2 separate regions of the Canis lupus genome follow, and region 1 is linked to region 2. Evidence: chromatin contacts called from public Hi-C data. All regions are on one chromosome and are shown on one strand. The core of a region is the stretch at or near the end of the contact, and the rest is flanking DNA. Distances in the headings are between cores, read along the strand shown. Region 1 overlaps GGTA1 (glycoprotein alpha-galactosyltransferase 1 (inactive)). Region 2 overlaps LOC102156404 (a long non-coding RNA gene).

Region 1 (4,069 bases), core at 349-2,848, 80 kb before region 2:
TCCCACTGCACTCTCTGCATGGAGCCTGCTTCTCCCTCTGCCTGTGTCTCTGCCTCTCTCTCTCTCTCTCTGTGTGTGTGACTCTATGAATAAATAAATAAAATCTTTAAATAATAATAATAATGTGCCTTTTACCAGAAAGGGATTTCTAGGTAAAAAACTTGGTTATAGGCCAAAAAGTGCCCCAGATATAAGAGGGTTCTGGTGTTATCATTCATTTTACAAACAAGGACACAGGGGAAGGGAGAAGAAATGGGTAGGAAATATCAGAAAGGGAGACAAAACATGGAAGACTCCTAACTCTGGGAAACGAACTAGGGGTGGTGGAAGGGGAGGAGGGCGGGGGGTGGGGGTGACTGGGTGGCGGGCACTGAGGGGGGCACTTGACGGGATGAGCACTGGGTATTATTCTGTATGTTGGCAAATTGAACACCAATAAAAAATAAATTTATTATTAAAACAAACAAACAAACAAACAAACAAGGAGACAGAGTCACCCAGAAAAGCAAGGACTCCATAGAGCCCCTCAACAGCCAGGGCTAGAACATGGGGCTCTGGCACAGACCCTCCTCAGACCACGTTACCTCTTTGCTAGGAGTGCAAAGAGGCAAAGGGGAGGCATGTTTTCTGCGCTTAGAATGCCTGAAAGGGACTTGGCAAAGCCAAGACAAACACAGGAAGCAACACAAGAATGACAGCAAACTGACCAACAGCTGAGGGTAGATTTGGAAAGGCAGGCTGTATAGCAGCTGGGGCCCAATAGGAGGAGGGTGACACGAACTCAGCTCTGACCCCCATTTGCTCAGGAAGTGGCTTCACTTCCCCTGCTGGGAAGCAGAGACTGAAACACTCATTAGATTCAAACCCCAGCACAAATGGGCCTGTCCCCACTAGGCATCTGCTTGTCCTTCATCCACTGAGGGGAGAAGGCCAATGATGAAGGCAAAACAAAGGGCTAGGCATCCCCACTGGGGCCCTGCTGGCTGCATGCACATGGCCCTGGCAAGGCTGCTGGGGAGATCTGTTTGCTATAGATGGAGCCAATGAGAACTTTCCTTGGTCCTATACATCAGTGGAGGGTGCGTTTTCACAAAACTGCCTGTATCCCGTCAGCAAAGCTGGGTTTTCATAGTGAGGCTGGGCAAGGCTGGGTCAATCCCCACCTCACCTCGCCCCAGCCCTGGCCCCGGCCCCGGCCCCGGCCCCGGCCCCAGCCCCAGCCCCAGCCTCAGCCCCAACCCCAAAGTATAAAAGAACCTCACTAGACTCTCATCTTTCTGTCCATCTGTCACTAGGCTCTTCACTCTAATTCTTGAGATGACAGTCTCTCTCGCTCCAACTTGTGCCCTGCTTCTGACCTCCCCCTTCCCCCTGCAGAGCAGAATTTCCCCCAGAGATTTGGGGGGGGACACTTTGAGGCTGCTCCCCTGTCCCTCCCCATCTTGTCTAGAGTCTCAGCTCTGCCCTCACACCACACAGAGAGAAGAGCTGCTCTTGGTTTCTTTCCTTCAATCATGAAAGCACCAGTTGCCAGGCACCTTCACATACACTTCCTCATTTATTCCTGGCAACAGCCCTGCCACATATTAAGTCTCTTGCACAGTTAAGAAAATCAATGCTGAGAAAGACTTGCTAACTTGTCCACGGCCACACAGTTGGCTGCTGCTGCTGCTGCTGCTGGTAACTAACATATGCTGAGCACTTCCTGTGAGACCAGGCACTGTGCTAAAGGCATCATCCTTCAGAGGTGCTCTTTTGATTATTATTTTGTCAATGAGCAGCACAGAGAGGTTAAATAAGTTGCCCATGGTCACACAGCTAGTAAGGGGCCAAGCTGGTTCTCAGACCCAGATGGTCTGACTCTGGAGTCCATGCTCTGAGCTACCACTCTGTATTGCTTCCTTTTTTTTTTTTTTTTTTTTTTAAGATTTTTTAATTTTTTATTTATTCATGAGAGACATAGAGAGAAAGGCAGAGTCACTGGCAGAGGGAGGAGAAGCAGGCTCCATGCAAGGAGCCCGATGTGGGACTCAATCCCGGGAATCCAGGATCCTGCCCTGAGCCAAAGGCAGATGCTAAACCTCTGAGCCACCCAGGCGTCCTGTCTGTATTGCTTCTTATATGGACATTGACTAGCTCTGCTGATGAAGCCGGGGTTACAATCCATATTTATCATCATTTCCACTCACCTTTGCTACCCTGACATTTTTATCAGTGCAGAATAATAATGAGCTTTTGTTTTGTTAGGTTTTAGAAGCTTATGTGATGATTTTAGTCACATAAAACCCCCTGCTCTGTTGAATGACAGGATTTCAAACCACAAACCACCACACACACACACACACACACACACACTCACACACACACTCACAGGCTCAGCTTACACATCTACAGCCCACATTTCTGAACTTAAACTCTGTCCTGTGTTGCTGCCTCATTCATTGCTATCCTTAGTTTTAGCTCAGCAAGGATCTTTTAAAGGTCTGACCCAGCGTGCTAACTAAATCTTGCAACTGTTTACCAGCTGGACATGTTGTAAGTAGGTGACATTACTTTAAAAAGAGAGAGAGAGAGAGAAGTACCTGGGTGGCTCAGTCAGTTAAGTGTCCAATTCTTGATTTTGGCTCAGGTCATGAGATCAAGCCCCATATTAAGCTCCAGCTCAAGCAGGGAGTCTGCTTGAGATTCTCTCCCTCTCTCTGACCCTCCTCCCCACACTAGCTCTCCTCACACTTTAAATAAATAAAGTCTTTTTTAAAAAACAGGAAGTGGGGGGAAGGCAGGTAGCAGGTGTGTTTATTTCATATTTATGGTGCACAGGGACTAAGTGTACTTGACTTTCGCTCTCTCATTTAATCCTAAAATCCACCTTACAAAGTGGGTGCTACCCTCATCCCCATTTCACAAAGAAAGGAGGATTAAGAGAAGAGCAGAAGGGATCTGAGTCTTCAGGCACTTGATTTATAGGAAGGGGCAGACCAGTGCACATAGTCCCTCACTGCACATTTCCTAAGCCCCTGCACTGCACACCAGACCCATTGCTGAGCACAGAGATCAGAAAAGAAGACTCGGTCCTACCCACTTAAGAATCTCACACTCCCCACAGGTGGTCAGCTGCTATACAACCATACCCCTATTCAGTCCACATCTTCTAGAAAGACACTCAGAAAAGCAGTGTCCAGTTTGGTTGCTTGGCTGGGAAGATTCCTCCAAGCAGGGGAAAAAAAAAGATTTTAAAAATTAACATTCACTTAAAAATTAAAATGTTCTATTTCCCAGCTGTTAATTATTAAATTTCATGCACAATTCCAACATGTTATTGACCCTGACCAAGAAGCCAGATGACAGCTTGAAAACGCAGGCAGTGAGAGGTGGGGGAGGAGGACAGATGAGAATCAGATCAGCTTCCGGGATGAACTTGTACATCAGAGTCTTAATCAGCAAACACCACTCCTCCTTGAAAGAAGGGAGACAGGGCAGGCCACCCATGTTTAAGAGCTAGTCTTTTTTTTTTTTTTTTTTTTTTTAATTTCTTTATTTATTTATGATAGTCACAGAGAGAGACAGAGAGAGAGAGAGAGAGGCAGAGACACAGGCAGAGGGAGAAGCAGGCTCCATGCACCAGGAGCCTGATGTGGGATTCGATCCCGGGTCTCCAGGATCGCGCCCTGAGCCACAGGCAGGCGCTAAACCGCTGCGCCACCCAGGGATCCCCCTAAGAGCTAGTCTTTACTACTGTCAATTGCCAGAGATGTCCAAAATCATAGAGATGGGGCTCTATAAAGAGGGAAATGTGCCAGGACAGACTCAGAGCTACCAAAATGCCTTTCTTCCAAGCACAGCACCCATGTGTCAGTTTGTGAGGCTTCCTACAAGGTAAAATGGGCTCCAGACACACACCTACCTAGGCTATTGGTAACTTTTTAATTTTACATATTATTAATGGGTTCCCTGTGATCCCCAAGTGTTGGGTAGAGGAAGTATTCAAATCGAATATTTTAAGTATTAATATGATAAACTATGAATCATCACATAGGCCAAAGAGATGTGAAGTGCACACACTGTGTTA
Region 2 (4,205 bases), core at 299-2,798:
AGGGGTGTAGAGACATGGAGCAGATAGGGGAGTAACAGGTAGATCTGGTGGCGACGTCACAACTGGAGCCTTCTCCTTAGAGAAAGGAGCAGCCATTTTTCTCAGGGACCCCTCTACAAAACCATTGGACTGCAAGCTTCATGAGGGCAAGGACTAGATCAGTAGCCTCCCCTCTGGGTGTCTGGACCCACCATGGCAGGCACCAGACGAACACCTCCTGAATGAACTGGAAGAGAGAGGGCATGTATCCTCATCCAACTTATTTGGCAGAACTGCACCTAGGTGGTCATACAATCCCCTCTCCCCCCACCAGGCAGGTGCGCTGTCATGGCTGGGTGGCGAGAGGGAGGTTAGGGGAGGGACATGGATAGAACTCAGCTCCACTGATCAGCAGTGACGTCTAGATTCTAACTCCAGGGGACAGAGATCATAGCCATCTCCTCTTCCCCACACCTGTTTACCAGGATATTACTGGTAATATCCTGGTAAACAGGATTGTTCTCCATGGGGCTTTCAAGCCTTGTAAGCAGACCCCCTGACTGCCCCTTGTTCTAAACTATTTTTCCAAGGATGTTTGTATAATGGATGGCCTTGGAATAAGGACCTTTCTCTGGATCAAAAGGAAGGCATGCTTCCTGCCCATTATAAAAGTTTTGGTTTCTCTCAGCTCAGGGTTCATCTCTTGTACTACAACCAGATGGACATTTTGATGCCATTCTTGAGTAGAGTCTCCTATTCAAATATAGAACATTGGGGCAGGGCAGCTTGGGTGGCGCAGCAGTTTAGAGCCGCCTTCAGCCCAAGACATGATCCTGGAGACCCGGGATCGAGTCCCCCACATCAGGCTCCCTGCATGGAGCCTGCTTCTCCCTCTGCCTGTGTCTCTGCCTCTCTCTCTATCTCTCTCTGTCTCTCATGAGTAAATAAATAAAATCTTTAAAAAAAAAAAGAACATTGGGGCAGCCCGGGTGGCTCAGCGGTTTAGCGCCGCCTTCAGCCCAGGGCCTGATCCTGGAGACCTGGGATCAAGTCTTGCGTCAGGCTCCCTGCATGGAGCTTGCTTCTCCCTCTGCCTGTGTCTCTGCCTCTCTCCCTCTCTGTGTCTCATGAATAAATAAATAAAATCTTAAAAAAAACAAAAAACAAATATAGAACATCTAGGGATGCCTGTGTGGCTCAGTTGGGTGAGTGTCTGCCTTCGGCTCAGGTCATGATCTCGGGGTCCTGGGATCAAGTCTTGCATTGGGATCCCCGGGGGGAGCCTGTCTCTCTCTCTCTGCCTGTGTCTCTGCCTCTCTCTCTGTGTCTCTCATGAATAAATAAATATAGTCTTTAAAAAATTAAACTATAGGACATCAAGTTAAGTTTGGATTTCAAATGAACAATGAATACTTTTTAAAATAAAAGTATGTCCCATGTAATATTTGAGACTTACACACAAAAAGTATTCATTGTCTGAAATTCAACTTTAAATGGGTGCCCTATGTGTTTATTTTGAAGCTAGGCGACTCTACCCCCATGGGACTTGCGGGAAAGAGGAACTGGTCCAAATACGCAGATGATTGTGCCGTGAGTAATAAAGCCCTTTGTCTCTGACTCAGGAGTCCGATGATTTCTGCCAGCATCCAGATTAGTTAGGAAATAGGGCAAAATGTCATACCCCTTCCCAGTTTGTGATAGGTCTCTCCAGCCTCAGCTTGGAACGTGGCATAGAGTTAGCAGCCCCAAATATCTGTGAAATGAATGGTTGTCAATCCAGGGGGAACTGCTGCCAAGTACACAGAATTCCTCTGGGATTTAGAATGGGCTCCCTGTGGTTGGTACATCAGCTTTACATTTCACTAATGCATTGTTGTTACCATGGTTACTGTAACTACATAGGGCTCTGCAGCTTCCAAAGAGCATTTTCATGCATTATCTTTTCAATTTCCCAATGACTCGCTGAAACATGCACGATTATTCTTCCTTTAGTAACTAGAAAACTGAAGTTAGGGGTCAAGAGGTATATTGCACAAGTTCACAAGTCTAGGAAGTAGCATAGCTGGGATTACTCAGCCAGAGAGCTTGAAGACCTACTATGTGCCTGGCACTAGGTTAACCTCATTACATACTTTATCTAGGCTAGGTCTTGTAGCTTCCTTAGGATGTAGGCACAGTGAACCCCAAAAGGCGTCTTATCACTCACCCAGATTCACATGGTGGGGGAGTAGCAGATTCAGAAGGAGAACCCACTTCTGTTTAGTGCTAAAGCCTGAGCAAAAGTGGTGGGGGTTGCAGGGGATGGTGAGGGGGCGAGGGGTGGCAGAGAACATCGCACCAGGGCTCAGCAACCACACATCCTGAGACTTCAGCAAATCCTCAGTTCATTCCAGCCCCCACAGGCTGGTGGGCTGGGCCATGCTAGGGTCCCAACAGTCTCTGGGATGGAACGTGATTTAAGCTGAGAGGGACAGGACAGGGACAAAGATGTTTTCTACACGTGGTTGGGGAAAGCTGGCTTTTTGGAGGGGAAACACACTCTTTCGTGACAGGGTTTCTCAAAGTGTGTTTTCTGAATTATTTAGTTTCCAAAAAAGGGGAAAAGGAAATTCTATAATGAAAGTAAGTTTGAGAAACAGTCACAGCTCATTTTTGCCCCTTTGGTCTACAGGATCTTCAGTGTATTAAAGGCTCTGACTGGGCAGCCCGGTGGCTCAGTGGTTTAGCGCCGCCTTCAGCCCAGGGAGTGATCCTGGGGACCCGGGATGGAGTCCCACGTCGGGCTCCCTGCATGGAGCCTGTTTCTCCCTCTGCCTGTGTCTCTGCCTCTCTCTCTCCTCTCTGTGTTTCAAATAAATAAATAAATAAATAAATAAATAAATAAATAAATAAATGTTAAAAAAATAGTTTATAAAGGCTCTGACAAGTCCTATAGCAGAGGAAGTTCCTACAGTTTACTTAACCTGGAATTTCCTGAAAATATCTGATTGGGACATTTCTTTTGCATTTTTAAAAATAATTTTTTGGGGGTAATAGCTCTTATTAAGACATTTCAGGAAATGGTGGAATTTCAAGAATTTGGAGGCAGAATGTTGCTTGAAATTCGCCCTCTGCCTTATTTTCAGCAGAACAAAGTCTTAATTTTTGGCTCAGGAATGGACACAATTTCAGGAGACTGGGCTAGTGAGGGCTCCAGGGAAGCAGCATTTTTAGTATTTCACGTATTCTATGAACAGTGCCTCTTGGAATTGTGGGAGGTAGCAGCCCTGGGCAGCATTTCTCATCAAAAAGAGGTGTTCTTATAGAACTTCCTTATATCTGGGGCTTTTGGTATGGTTCTCATAATGCCAAGTGGGGGACATTTTCTGATTGCCTGCAAACCAGAGCAAATTCCCCCACGCCACATAAAAGGGGGAAGAGTATAATCTTGCCTCTCGAACCAGAATCAGCCACAGGAAGCAAAAGAAGCAGCATTGCCTGCCTTTTGCATTCAGGGGGCCAGGAAGGTCCTGATGCCTTTATCTGCTCTGCAGGGCCTGACATCCCCACTGCCAGAGTCACCGTTTTGGCCCATGGATGGTTTCCAGGCTGCAAACCTCCTAGGAACATGTAATTAACCCCACAAAGACAGACCATCTGGGTCACATTGTCCCTGAAAATTCAAGGGCAATATTAAGATATGGCCCAAAGAACTAATACATGGGACGTTAGCAGATGATGAAAGGAAAAACAGTTTTGTGCTTGCATAAATTTGAGCAACTTGGCATCCTGCAGATGCTCTGTGGAAAGTCACAGAGTACACAGCAGTGCTGAAGTCCTCAGGGAGAGAAGCTTTGACTAATTTGAGCATAAAACAGCTATTTATATTCAGCAGAGATGGGAAATGCTGGACATAGGAGAGGTGGTCAACAATCTATTAATGGCCAGGTTCACGGAAACGAGCCAGGGGAGCAGGAGAAAGTTCTGCTCAGTGCATAACCATGTGGACTCAGATGTCAGACACATCTGAGTTTTCATCTTGCTCCACAATTAAGAACCACACAGCCTTGGGCAAGCAACTGAACTTCCCAAACTCAGTTCTTCATCCACAAAGTAAGAATGATAAAAGACTGCAGGGCAGGTGGTTTTTGTGAGGATGAAATGAAGTAATGCACACAGCAAGCAATTTGTAAATAGTCTTGGTCATTACTCTCTTTGCTGTTGGTTTACTATTGTTTGTGGAGAGG

Evidence for each region. Hi-C and Micro-C count contacts between places; a contact is called where the count stands out from the background.
Region 1: a Hi-C map of blood shows a contact between it and region 2, with 2.2 times the contacts expected there. The contact joins two enhancer-like sites. A contact is called at or near these places in 2 of 9 Hi-C or Micro-C datasets (both in blood).

The regions. Positions count from the first base shown.
Region 1 is chr9:61,125,775-61,129,843 of UU_Cfam_GSD_1.0, reverse strand. All of the region lies in intron 5 of GGTA1 (glycoprotein alpha-galactosyltransferase 1 (inactive)), which reads right to left. Among named protein-coding and RNA genes, the nearest start is that of GGTA1, 19 kb to the right of the region's middle. Within about 2 kb of position 1,598, at least 3 of the 20 cell types and tissues checked have an H3K27ac peak or open chromatin away from gene starts, as enhancers often do. A contact at or near this core is called in blood, where this site is marked.
Region 2 is chr9:61,045,859-61,050,063 of UU_Cfam_GSD_1.0, reverse strand. The region is part of intron 2 of LOC102156404 (a long non-coding RNA gene); the gene reads left to right. Among named protein-coding and RNA genes, the nearest start is that of GGTA1, 61 kb to the left of the region's middle. Within about 2 kb of position 1,548, at least 3 of the 20 cell types and tissues checked have an H3K27ac peak or open chromatin away from gene starts, as enhancers often do. A contact at or near this core is called in blood, where this site is marked.